Linked DNA regions of Mus musculus: region 1 is linked to region 2. Evidence: chromatin contacts called from public HiChIP or PLAC-seq data. All regions are on one chromosome and are shown on one strand. Each heading gives the region's core, a stretch centred on a gene start, on an enhancer-like site or on the middle of the called end of the contact. The rest is flanking DNA. Distances are from core to core; before and after follow the strand shown.

Evidence for each region. HiChIP or PLAC-seq counts read pairs in DNA pulled down with a chosen protein or histone mark.
Region 1: a contact with region 2 is called in an H3K27ac HiChIP or PLAC-seq map of embryonic stem cells, with 8 read pairs. The contact joins the enhancer-like site here to the promoter of Yes1 in region 2. A contact is called at or near these places in 4 of 39 promoter capture datasets (embryonic stem cells, liver, stem cell-derived epiblast-like cells and 1 more), 1 of 484 Hi-C or Micro-C datasets (embryonic stem cells), 5 of 115 datasets of contacts at active chromatin or transcription factors (all in embryonic stem cells) and 1 of 9 other capture datasets (adipose tissue).

What each region holds. Positions count from the first base shown.
Region 1 is chr5:32,756,618-32,762,451 of GRCm38.p6, forward strand. All of the region lies in intron 3 of Pisd (phosphatidylserine decarboxylase), which reads right to left. Among named protein-coding and RNA genes, the nearest start is that of Gm52771, 26 kb to the left of the region's middle. Within about 2 kb of position 4,379, at least 35 of the 459 cell types and tissues checked have an H3K27ac peak or open chromatin away from gene starts, as enhancers often do. A contact at or near this core is called in adipose tissue and embryonic stem cells, where this site is marked.
Region 2 is chr5:32,607,155-32,612,593 of GRCm38.p6, forward strand. It overlaps Yes1 (YES proto-oncogene 1, Src family tyrosine kinase), which reads left to right and starts at 4,017. Exons shown (of 12, transcript NM_001205132.1): 1 at 4,017-4,221. It overlaps Gm10461 (collagen alpha-1(II) chain), which reads right to left. Exons shown (of 2, transcript XM_030254958.1): 2 at 1,296-4,898. The coding sequence ends at 4,070.

The DNA.
Region 1 (5,834 bases), core at 3,129-5,628, 150 kb after region 2:
AAATTTGTTCTTGAAAGAGAGAACCCAAAATTTTTGTCCAAGTTAGTACCTTAAGTTCCTTCTTCTTCCAAAGTATTCAGTAAAAAGTTATCAAACCAAGCCTGGCATGGTGTCCTCACCTTTAATCTCAGCACTCCAGAAGCAGAGGCAGGCAGACCCCGGTCTACAGAGTGAGTTCCAGGACACCCAGGACTACACAGAGAAACCTGCTCAAACTACAGTGTGACACCCACAGGTCCCTGACTCCCCTGCTCAGCACTCACAGCAGAGCGAGATCCCAGGCAGCTCGGCAGCTTGATGAGGAATGCACGAGTGAGCAGCCTCACGATTCTGGCTATGACAGCCCGGTCCAGACCACACCACCCAGGTGCCATCTAGTCACCCTTGCTCCTCTTCAGTCTCTGCTTACGCAGTTCCCTGACCACTTAGGCAAAACAATAGCACAGTCCCACCGCAGCCAGGATGCCTGTGTCCTTTACCTGTTCTAAGTTTTCCTTGAAGCATTTCAACCATTCACTTATTGCTCTTGTAATGGATGACCTGGGTTTTGTTCCTAACACCCACAATCATCCTTAATGTCAGTTCCAGGGACTCTGACACCCTCTTCTGACCTCTTCAGCATGAAGTATATACATGGGGCACATATATACACACAGGAAATACACTCATTAAATTAAATAAATTATTTTAAAAACTTAAAGATCCCAGAAATTTCAAACTACTGCTAATGAGAATGTAATTGTCTTTTTTTTCCCTCAAGACAGGGTTTCTCTGTATAGCCCTGGCTGTCCTGGAACTCACTTTGTAGACCAGGCTATCCTTGAACTCAGAAATCCGCCTGCCTCTGCCTCCCAAGTGCTGGGATTAAAGGCTTTCGACACCACCGCCCGGCTGAGAATGTAATTGTTAAAAGTTTGACAATTTCTTATAAAAATATATACTTAGTAAATGAACAAGCAATTTTATTTTTAGGTAATATTAAAGAAATATAGGAGCTGGGATAATGGCTCCAAGTCCCAGCGCCAATTCTGTGATTCACAGCCATTTTAACTCCAGTTCCAAGGGACCTGGCACCCTCTTCTTCTGACTTTCAAGGGCACACACAGATACACACAGACAGACAGACAGACAGACAGACAGACACACAGAGTAAGATAGTGTTACATATAAAATAAGTAAATCTAAAAAAATTTAAAAAGTGGGCTGGAGAGATATGGCTCAGAGGTTAAGAGCACTGACTGCTCTTCCAGAGGTCCTGAGTTCAAGTCCCAGCAATCGCATGGTGGCTCACAACCATCTAGATTGAGATCCGATGGCCTCTTCTGGTGTGCATACAGAACACTGTACACAAAATAGGCAAATAAATCTCCCACCAAAAACTCCCTGTAGGACCCACATACACTTTGCCACCAAGAACACCCTGTGGTACCCATACACTCTTCCCCACTCTGGTCTAACTTCCCCATGCATTCAGTACAAGTCAGACTTGGCAGTGTGATCTTTTCCTGGGCTAATGACATGCATTACAATACTACCTAGAGTGGCACAGAACTACTTGACCCAGTCAACCATGAAAACACAAAGGCATAGCCAATATCCTATAATCTACTGAGCTGCTGAGCCATGATGCTCAGTAGGCTTGATATGTTAAATACAATTTTTATTTAATACATTTCAATCGATGATAGGTTTGTCAGGAAACAGCTCCACCCCAAGCGAGGGAATATCTGTCCTACCTGGCAGGAAAAAAAAAAAGAACTACCAACGTATGTGATGTTAACACAAAGTCTCTCCCTCTCCTCCCCTCTCCTCTTATCCTCCCTCCCCTTCTCTTCTCTGCTCTTTCTCCCTCACCTCCTCTTTGTCTCCCCATTTAGACAGGGTTTCAACAATATAGCCATGGCTAGCCTGGAGTTCCCAGTGTAGACCAGTACTCTCTGAGAGCTTCCTACCTCAGCTTCCCTAGTGATGCGACTAAGGGTGCATGTCACCATGCCCCAATATAACTCTCTAACACATAATACTACATGGTTCCATTTCTATGAAACTGTAAAACAGTAGCTCTAGTGCATGCAGTGATTGTCTGGAAGTGTGGAGGACACTGACTGCAGGGACACAGATGTGCCTGTGACAGTGGTTACATGGGAATATACATTCATCAAGACCATGGAGCTGTATGCTTCAAAAACTGTATTTGACTGCCAATTAACACCATGGTATAATCCTAGAACTCAGGCAAAGGCAGGAAGGTTGCCAGTTTTGAGGCCATACTGAGCAATATAGTGAGATCCTGTCTCAAAAGTAAGTAAGTAAATAAATAAATAAATAAATAAACCCTTAGTAAGATTTTGTGTTTCCTTTTTAATCAATTAATTTTTACATCTGTATAAAATTCAAGTTGCTCTTAGGACTGAGAATATAGCTCAGTTGGTAGAGTGTTTGTCTGGCATGTATGTAGTAGTCCTGAGTTTAAGCCCCAGTACTGTATAAACCAAGCATGGTGCTGCACTCCTGTAATCCCAGCACTTGGAGGGTAGAGTCAGGAGGATCAGGAGTTCAAAGCCAGACTCAGCTAAACAGCAAGTTCAAAACCAGTCTGGGTTACAAGAAACAATCTCCTCCTCTTCCTCCTCCTCCTCCTCCTCCTCCTCTTCCTCCTCTTCTCCCTCCTCCTCTTCCTCTTCTTCCTTCTTTTCTTCTTTATTTAAACAAGAATAATTTCTCTCAAAAATTTCATGTACAAGAATAAATGGTGTGACATCTTTAATACACCTTTCTCTCTACATCAACATGAAACTAACAGCTCATCTCCGCCTGCCACATCTCTGAGATATACTTCTGACTAGAAATAAGCTTTACACCACTCCCGTCCAAACAAAAACTAAAATTAGTACCAAGGAAATGAGAGGAAAGAGAAAAGCACAAAGCAAGTCAGATGGTAAGCCTTTCTCATGGCTAGATAGCCTAAGGAATGTTAAACAAGAGTCTTTTCTATCAAATACTGTAAAACCTGAGCTTAGGACAAAGAATTAAAATTACTTTATCGCCCCACTTGTAGGAGAGTTTTATGCAAATGTCTAAATCCTCCTCCATCTAGTAAATTGTTGTTTACTTAAAGGCCCACTGCTCTATTCTAGCAACGTAATAGCCTGGGCAGTGGACCTTTCTCCTTCACTTCCTGAGCCAATTCTTTTTAGACTAGCCAACTGAATAAGATAGTGAGGGTGGACTCCAGTCAGTGGGGAAAAAGACAGTCACCACCTGAGTCAGATAAAAACCCAATGCACTTCCTGTCTCTGTGTGTCTACTCTTTGTCAAAAATAAAGTTTGAGTGAATAAATAAATTAGTGATGAAAAAAAAAAAAAAGACTAAAGTTTGAGCCAGGCATAGTTGGCCTCTGCATGGGCTCCTACCTCCAGGCTCCTACCCTATTTGAGTTCTTGCTTTTTGTTTGAACAGAGATGGGGAAGTATAAGTAAAATAAAGCTTTTCCTCCTCAATTTGCTTTTGGTTAAGTTGTTTCATCACAACAACAGAAATCCTAAAATAGAACTGAGTACAGTTTGTGGGATGTGAGGAGCGGGTGTGGCAGCAGTCCCAAGATGGCGCCCGGGACTGCAGCTAAGTCTTATGACTTGCACCTGACTTCCTCAAACACCTGAAAATAAGCCAAGACCATTGTGAGAACTGCACAGGTGCACCATGATGCTGGCGGTGTAAACAAGTCCATATTTGGTGGAGACATGCCCCTGCCGCCCTGATTGGCTGAAGCTGCGTGCCTGGTGAGGTGGCGTGGCCTGCCGTGAGTGGATGGGGGCTGAGAGTATATAAGAGTGAGAAGCCCGAGTGGTTTCCGGTGTGCCCGAGCGGGTGCCAGCAGACTGACCAATCCCAGGGGGCCACGGAGCCTTCTCCTGTGCCGGGGTGTATATAAGCAGACCTCCCTGGATGCCCGGGGTCCCCGTAGCAGCATCGAGGCATTCCTGCAATAAAGGCTGTTGAGAAGAATCCGACCGTGTTGTGTCTTCCCTGCCACAGGGAAGGTGGGCGCGACATTGGGATACTAATGTGGCAATCCTGACCATGTGTTTTGGGGAGGACTGTTGGAGGGAAGCCGTAACTCTGGGTTAGAAAAGCCACTGAATGTTCAAATCTTAGCAAGCTGTTGTGAGAACTTGGACCATTAGAATGCTGAGAGCTATGCACAAATTTTAGTGTGAGGGATAAGGAAACTCATTTTGTACCTGCTATCTACTTTAGTACCTTTGGCCTCTGACCTAAAGTCCTGAAAAGCCCTTACCTCCTCTCAGAACTGTGTAGCTACTGTGAAGTGATTGATCACGTGTTCTGGCTTCTGTAGACTGACTTATCACTGTGAGCACGGGGAATGAGGCAGATCCTCACAGAGCTGTAAATTCTGCAGCAGTGAAGTAATTGTGGTGTTAGCCTTAAAAAGCCTTCCCTCCACTTGCTTCTGTGCAGCATCTCTGACTTGGCTTTAGAGACTGCGGTCCTGCTAACAGTTATTTGGCTAGTTATAATCTACATTGAGTCAGTAGTCTTTCCCCAGTGGCCTCAAACTCCATAACACTAGAATGAAGCAAAGGCTCTCTCAAGACCATTTAATATTTTGATTTAAGATTCTGTGGTTCTGCCAGGCAGTGGTGGTGCACGCCTTTAATCCCAGCACTTGGGAGGCAGAGGCAGGCGGATTTCTGAGTCCGAGGCCAGCCTAGTTTACAGAGTGAGTTCTAGGACAGCCAGAGCTAGACAGAGAAACCCTGTCTCAAAAAAAAAAAAAAAGATTCTGTGGTTCTGGTCAGCTGGTCCTGACTTATCTTCTGTAACAGAAGAGTCCAGATCACTGTAATCTTCAAATGCCAGTCTATGGGAGCCATGCCTTTCAAACCACCACATTCCATTCCTTGGCCCCCATAGGCTTTCAGCCATAACATAAGGCAAAATACATTTAGTCCAACTTCCAAAGTCCCCAAAGTCTTACCACAATCTCAACAATGTTTGAAAGTCCAAAGTCTTGACTGAGATTCATGTAATCTCTTAACTGTAACCCCCTATAAAATAAAAGCAGATCTATCCTTCCAACGTATCATGTGCATAAGGAAGGGAGCGTGGTGAGGAAATACTGGACCAAAGCAAGAGAGAAAATCAGCTGGGCCAACTCCAAACTCTGCATCTCCATGTATGATATCAAAGCGCTCTTCAGATCTCCACTCCTTTCAGCTTTAATTGCAACAGACTTCTTCCTCTTGGGCTGATTAACTTCCTGTTTGGAGCTTTCTTTGGCAGATCTCCCACAGCTCTGGCATCTCTTGAACCTCTTGGGGTTTTCAAGGCAATCCAAGCTTCACCTTCACAGTTTCACACAATGGCCTCTCTGGGCCTCCATGCAGGGACACCCTTGCCACATTTGGCCACTTTCCTTAGTCAGGGCGGGAGATTCCATAACCCCTTTCTTCTATCTTGACTCTAAAGCCTGAACCACGTGGCTAAAGTTACCAAGTCCCATTGCTTGCTGTGGCTGGAATATGTCCCTCATGTTCAACTGTATCTTCACCAGCTTGTTTTCGGTGATTTATTCACTCTAAGGTTGGCTGTTCTAGAACTTGCTCTGTAGGCTCACCTGGAACTCAGAGACCTGCATGCCTCTGTCTCCTGAGTGCTGGGATGAAAGGCAGGAACCATCACTCCTAGACTTTTCTTTAATTTCTTTTCTCTAGATGGAAGCTTAGCTTGGTAGAATCTCACCCCAGGTCATCACTCTGTTAATCCCATTTAATATCCTTGAACACAGGATTTAGCTCCATTCCATTTC
Region 2 (5,439 bases), core at 2,767-5,266:
AAAAATGAACAATTTCAACTCATCAAAAGCTCTACTCACATACAAGTCAAAGAAGAGTGAATACATTTTGTTAAAGCATTAAAAACATTGTAGTTATGTCAGTAAGTCAGGGTTTACAATTTTGTCAGATATATATGAGAAAATGATCTTTATAGCTAAAGTTGCAACAAAATCTGTTCAGCTTTAGAAAGGAGATTTAAAGAAAGTTAGAAAAATATACATTCTAAATACATTGTCTAAAACCCAAGCTAGTGGGCTGGAGAGATGGCTCAGCGGGCAAGAGCACTGACTGATCTTCCAAAAGTCCTGAGTTCAAATCTCAGCAACCACATGGTGGCTCACAACCACCCATAATGAGATCTGATGCCCTCTTCTGGTGTGTCTGAAGACAGCTACAGTGTACTCATATATAATAAATTTAAAACAAAAAAACAAAAAAACAAGCTAGCACCATCTTGGAAAACATCTAATTATAAAAAGCTCCCTAATATATTTTATGCTTCATGAGCCTATTCAGTGAACTTTAAAGATAGAGCCTGATTTAGTTTCTTTTCTAAACCATCAGCTCTGGTAAACATTCTAACTTCAACTTCTTGCCTCTAAGCAAAGTTAGGTTCTACTTCTCCTAACCCATGTGTAAAAGTCCTTAGAAGTAGCAAACTGGAAGCAACTTAGTGGAGGTTAAACTCAAGGCCAGAAGCAATGCCAATGTTATTACACATCAGCTGCAGATACCAGAAAACACAGGCCAGAACACTCAAGAAAAACTATAGAAACCACAAACATGGCACATGGAAGGAAAGGAGCTGCTGTCAAAATTGTGCTGAGTAGAAGTCTGAGGTTTGAGTTAGTGCTCAGGGGGAAAGTGATGCCATGATCTGGGAGCCTTGACTGCCTCACTTAGGATGTGTCAGCCTTGTGCCTGGCAAGAATCACATTACTATGTTAGGGCTCCTTTAAGTTCCTGCCTCCACTCTGGCTGTGCTGCTACTCCTTCCCTGTCTGTGAAAATCGGTTCCCCTGTAAGTGTCCCACCCCTAGTCTGAACAGAAAGCAGGAAATCCTGCCCTCAGAGCTGAGGTGATAGTCAGTCAGCAATACAAAGCAGTAGACGCTAAATTGTGTTTTGTTTTGCTTTAGTTTTGTTTTCTGGGACTTTTGGTTGAGACAGGTTGAGCCTAAGTTAGCTTGAAACTCAGTAAATGGCTTAGGACTCCTGATTCTTTACCTCCACCTCCCAAGAGCTGGGGTCTAAATTGAGTTTCTTACTTGCAAAGAACAGACTTTCTACTTAATTTAAGCTGAAAAGAAATTTATTGGAGGAAGGTCAGTTGAGAGGAAGGGAAAACAAATCCACCATGCCCACTACAAGGTTATGAAAACACAAAGTTTGAGTAAGTAATGAACTGTACTGCTTCAGAGAGTTTGTTATAATGAGCCTCACACTAAAGAAGAAATGCCTGAACCTACAAATCTTAGCTTAGGATGGTTCTTGTGCTCTTTCTGGGTGGGGCTTGGAGTAGGCATGGCCAGCTGGAAAAGGCAAAGCCAGGACAGCACAGATACATGCCATGTGTACACAAGGACATCCTGCTCCTAGCGCGTAAAAGTTATCTTTGAAAACTCTTTCTAGGTCTGGAGAGATGGCTTAGCGGTTAAGAGCACTGGCTGCTCTCCCAGAGGTCCTGAGTTCAATTCCCAGCAACCACATGGTGGCTCACAACCATCTGTGATGAGATCTGACGCCCCTTCTGGTGTGTCTGAAAACAGCTACACTGTACTCACATAAAAATAAATAAATCTTTAAAAGGAAAAAAAAAAAAGAAAAGAAAAGTCTGTCTCGTAGTAGGGATGGTGGAGATCATACAGTGCATGGCTTCCCACTGTTGCAGGAAGAAAAACTCATTACCAGGACCTTAGTGAAGTGGGCAAATCTCTCCCCGAAAGCACTTTATTCTAAGCAAGAACATTTCCAGGCAGAATCATAGGTTCCATTGGTCATCATCAGTTCAACTTCTAATAATTCAAACTTCCAGCCAACTTTGATAAGTAAGAACACCTTAGTTTTAGAAATACCTAATATAGTTCAAATTTTCCACTGGCCTTCCCCTTCCTTCCTAGGGCTGATTTTCCCAGAAGTTTCAAGATAGGTCTTAACACACTGTAACATTGTGAAGAGGGATGCATGAGCCGACACTCACCTGACCATTTCAGAAACAGGGTTTTAGCTATGACTAGTTTCTATAACAACAAAATTTCCCAGCAAAATTTCCCAGATCCTGTCACCATCTTTAAGAATATTTCTAAAATAGCCATTAAATGTAACCTTTAAGTTGTAGGTGTATTTTTGATACTCTCTCCCTACCTTAAAGTACAGAAATTGTGTGTGATGGTACCTACTTGTAACCCCAGAAACTGGGAGGTAGAGACAGGAGAAGGAGGGGCTCAAAAATCATCCTCAGCTACACAGCAAGTTCAAAGCTATCCTGGGCTACACAAGACTCTGTCTCAAAAAAGCAAGCAAAGTAAAACAAAATAAAATATAAAACAAATTCAAAACAGGTTAGACTAACATTGAGAGGGTTTTTGTTTGTTGTCTTTTAAATTGGGAGAGTTTAGGGTCACAAATATATTTCTATTTTATCTGTAGGTTTAGAAAGGCAACAGCTCAAGTAACTAACGTTCTAGTTTCAAGAAAAAACTTGCTGGGCGGTGGTGGCGCACGCCTTTAATCCTAGCACTTGGTAGGCAGAGGCAGGGGGATTTCTGAGTTCGAGGCCAGCCTGGTCTACAAAGTGGGTTCCAGGACAGCCAGAGCTATACAGAGAAAAACAAAAAAACAAAAAAACAAAAAAAAAAAAAAAACAAAACAAAACAAAAAAACCCCTTAATGCACCAGTCAATGGCAAAATAAAGCACCGCGCTACATCACACATAGTTGTTCATGTGGATTCCCATTCCTTTCTCTGAAGAAACTTTTTAAAGCTGTGTGCATTTAAGTTGCTAAAGTACCAGACTACTGACGGAGTTGATATGTCAAAGATGATGCTGAATTTCTCTGAAAACCACAAAGGAAACCAACAGTCCCACATTAATACTTCGAATAACCCCACCAAAGAGGAAATACAAAAGGGAAATTAAGAGTGTGATAAGGCAGACGTGCCTTTAGCAGGAGTACTTCTAGATTGTCTTTTGACCCTCTCAATCTTGTACCTCAGTTCCTCCTAAACCCTTCCTTTTTCTACAAGGCAAGCAGAAAAAACGATGCAAGGCCTTCGGAGGGAAAACAAACAAAAAACCTTTCATCTTGACTTCTTCACTTCAAGGGGCCCAAACGTCAGCTTTCATAGCTGTCAAGAAGAGTCACAGTGCCTGTCCGGGTTCCCTATTACGAGGATCAAATACAATGCTGTCCCACTCTAAGTGAGAGCCACCATTCCTGGGAGAATTGCCAACACAACTCAGGTTCGGTTCTACTCGCGCGGCAAGGCTGGTTCGACCTACAGTCAACAGGAAGCTTCTGCGGCCAGACGAGAACCAAGGTGTCAGCACTGCCCTGATGGCTCACGCGGTTCGACTGTGATTTTACTATCAGTGACAAAGGGTGCGGAGGCACAAAGCTGAGAAATGAACAGTCAACCTTTCTCCAAAGAACCCCAACCCCGATCACCCTCCGAAAACAAAGCCCCACACCCCTCAGTGTTTCGGTGAGCCAGGCGGAGCCCCGCTTCGCCCGTTGCGGTAGTCGGCGTGCGGGCAAGGCAGGGAACCACATGCCGCTGCTGCTTTCTCCTCACGCCCCCTCGGGAGCACGCCTGACCCCTGGCGCCATGTTGGGCCGGCAGGCACGACACGGCCGGGCCTCCCAGCGGCCCGCGGACCCCGCGCAGAGCTCCCGCGCCGGAAGGCGCTCCCAGCAGACAGCAGAGCGCGAGTTCCGGTGAGCGGGCGCGCGCAGGTAGCCGCAACCCCCGCCCCGCGCGCGATCCGGAGCGGAGGGGCGGGGCCGGCGGCGAGAGGAGGAGAGAGGGAGGCCGCGGGGTGCGGGCGTCCGGGAGTTCCCTCCTCCTCAAGTAAAGCGTCCCGGGCCGGCTGCGCCGCCGTCGCTGCCTCCTGGCGCCCCGCGACCTGGAGGTGGAGAAGGGAGAGGGACCCGCGGGCGTCCACCTCGGCCGGCCGCCTTCTCCCCGCGGCGACCCGTGCGAGTGCGGCCGGACTCAGGTAAGCTCGCGGCGTGGCCTCGCGACGTAGGCAGCTGACCCGGACCGGGCAGCTCTAGGCCTCGGCATCCACCCTCCTGCTCCCGGGCTTCTCGAGGCGCCGCCGCCCCTGCCGCTGTCCGCCTACTGGTCCCGGAGTCTGGAAGTTGAGGAGAAACTTCTCCCCTCCCGCGGTCTGGCTGGCGGGCGTGAGTGTCTCGTCTCCTGGGCTCACTACCTGCTTGCCCAGTGCCTCGGTCTCCGCCCTGTCCAGTACTTCCCGATTCTGCGGGAGTCCGGATAGTGGTCCAGCCTATGTGGTGCCGCCGCTGCACCCTCCACCCCAAAGGACGTGGGGTCACTCCCGAATGAGGACCAGAGGGTAGGGCAGCGGCCCCTTCTCGTCCTAGCGGCTGGAGGTCTGTGTCGCCGGACGCCCGCAGCAACTGTCTGGAGCGAGGAGTGGAACTCGTGGAGCGAGCGGGTGAGCGGCGGGTTGTACTTGGTTTGATTGCAAACCACGACCTGTTTATAAAGTTTTCCTTTGTTTGGGTTTGAGGGTGTTGGGACGTGTTACAATCAGCGGCCACTTTTAAGTGCCTTGCCACTCCGCCTCCCCGTGAGTTCGGTTCTCTGTCCTCCTGTGTCAACGAAAATTTTGTTTGTGTTTTGCTTCTTGATAATTGCTTCCAGCTTTTGCTTTATTGGGCTTGAGAAAGAGTTGTTTTTAAAAAGTGGGAATATCGTTTCTGGTATAGGGATTGTGAATGGGGCATAGCGTAGTTTTGATGTAGTTATTCTTTGCATAAGTGATTGGAACAGCAGTGGAAATGACAGTTATCAAAGTAAATAAACGAAAAGTATGCAGTTGAAACATAACTTTGTACCTCTCTTGTGTGTTCCACAGCTGTGTTTTTTACATGTGATTTCACAGGATATTTCGGTATGGTATATTCATGTATTTCGTGTAAAATTACTGACCAAAATTGGCAATTGAAAGTGAGTTTAAACATCCTGTTAAATTTCTAAATTTAAATTACTCACTAATGAAAATGTTATTAAGTGTGCATGTGTGACTCAATTTAAGGCCAAATGTGTGCTACCTCTATTAACCAGCACAATGGTGTGGACTAGAAACATTTTGAGTGGGCAGATAGGGAGTGTTAAATTAAAAGCCAAAGTTCTTATATGCAACATATATGAGAGAGAATACAACTGTAGGAAAGTTGTTCTTCAGGAA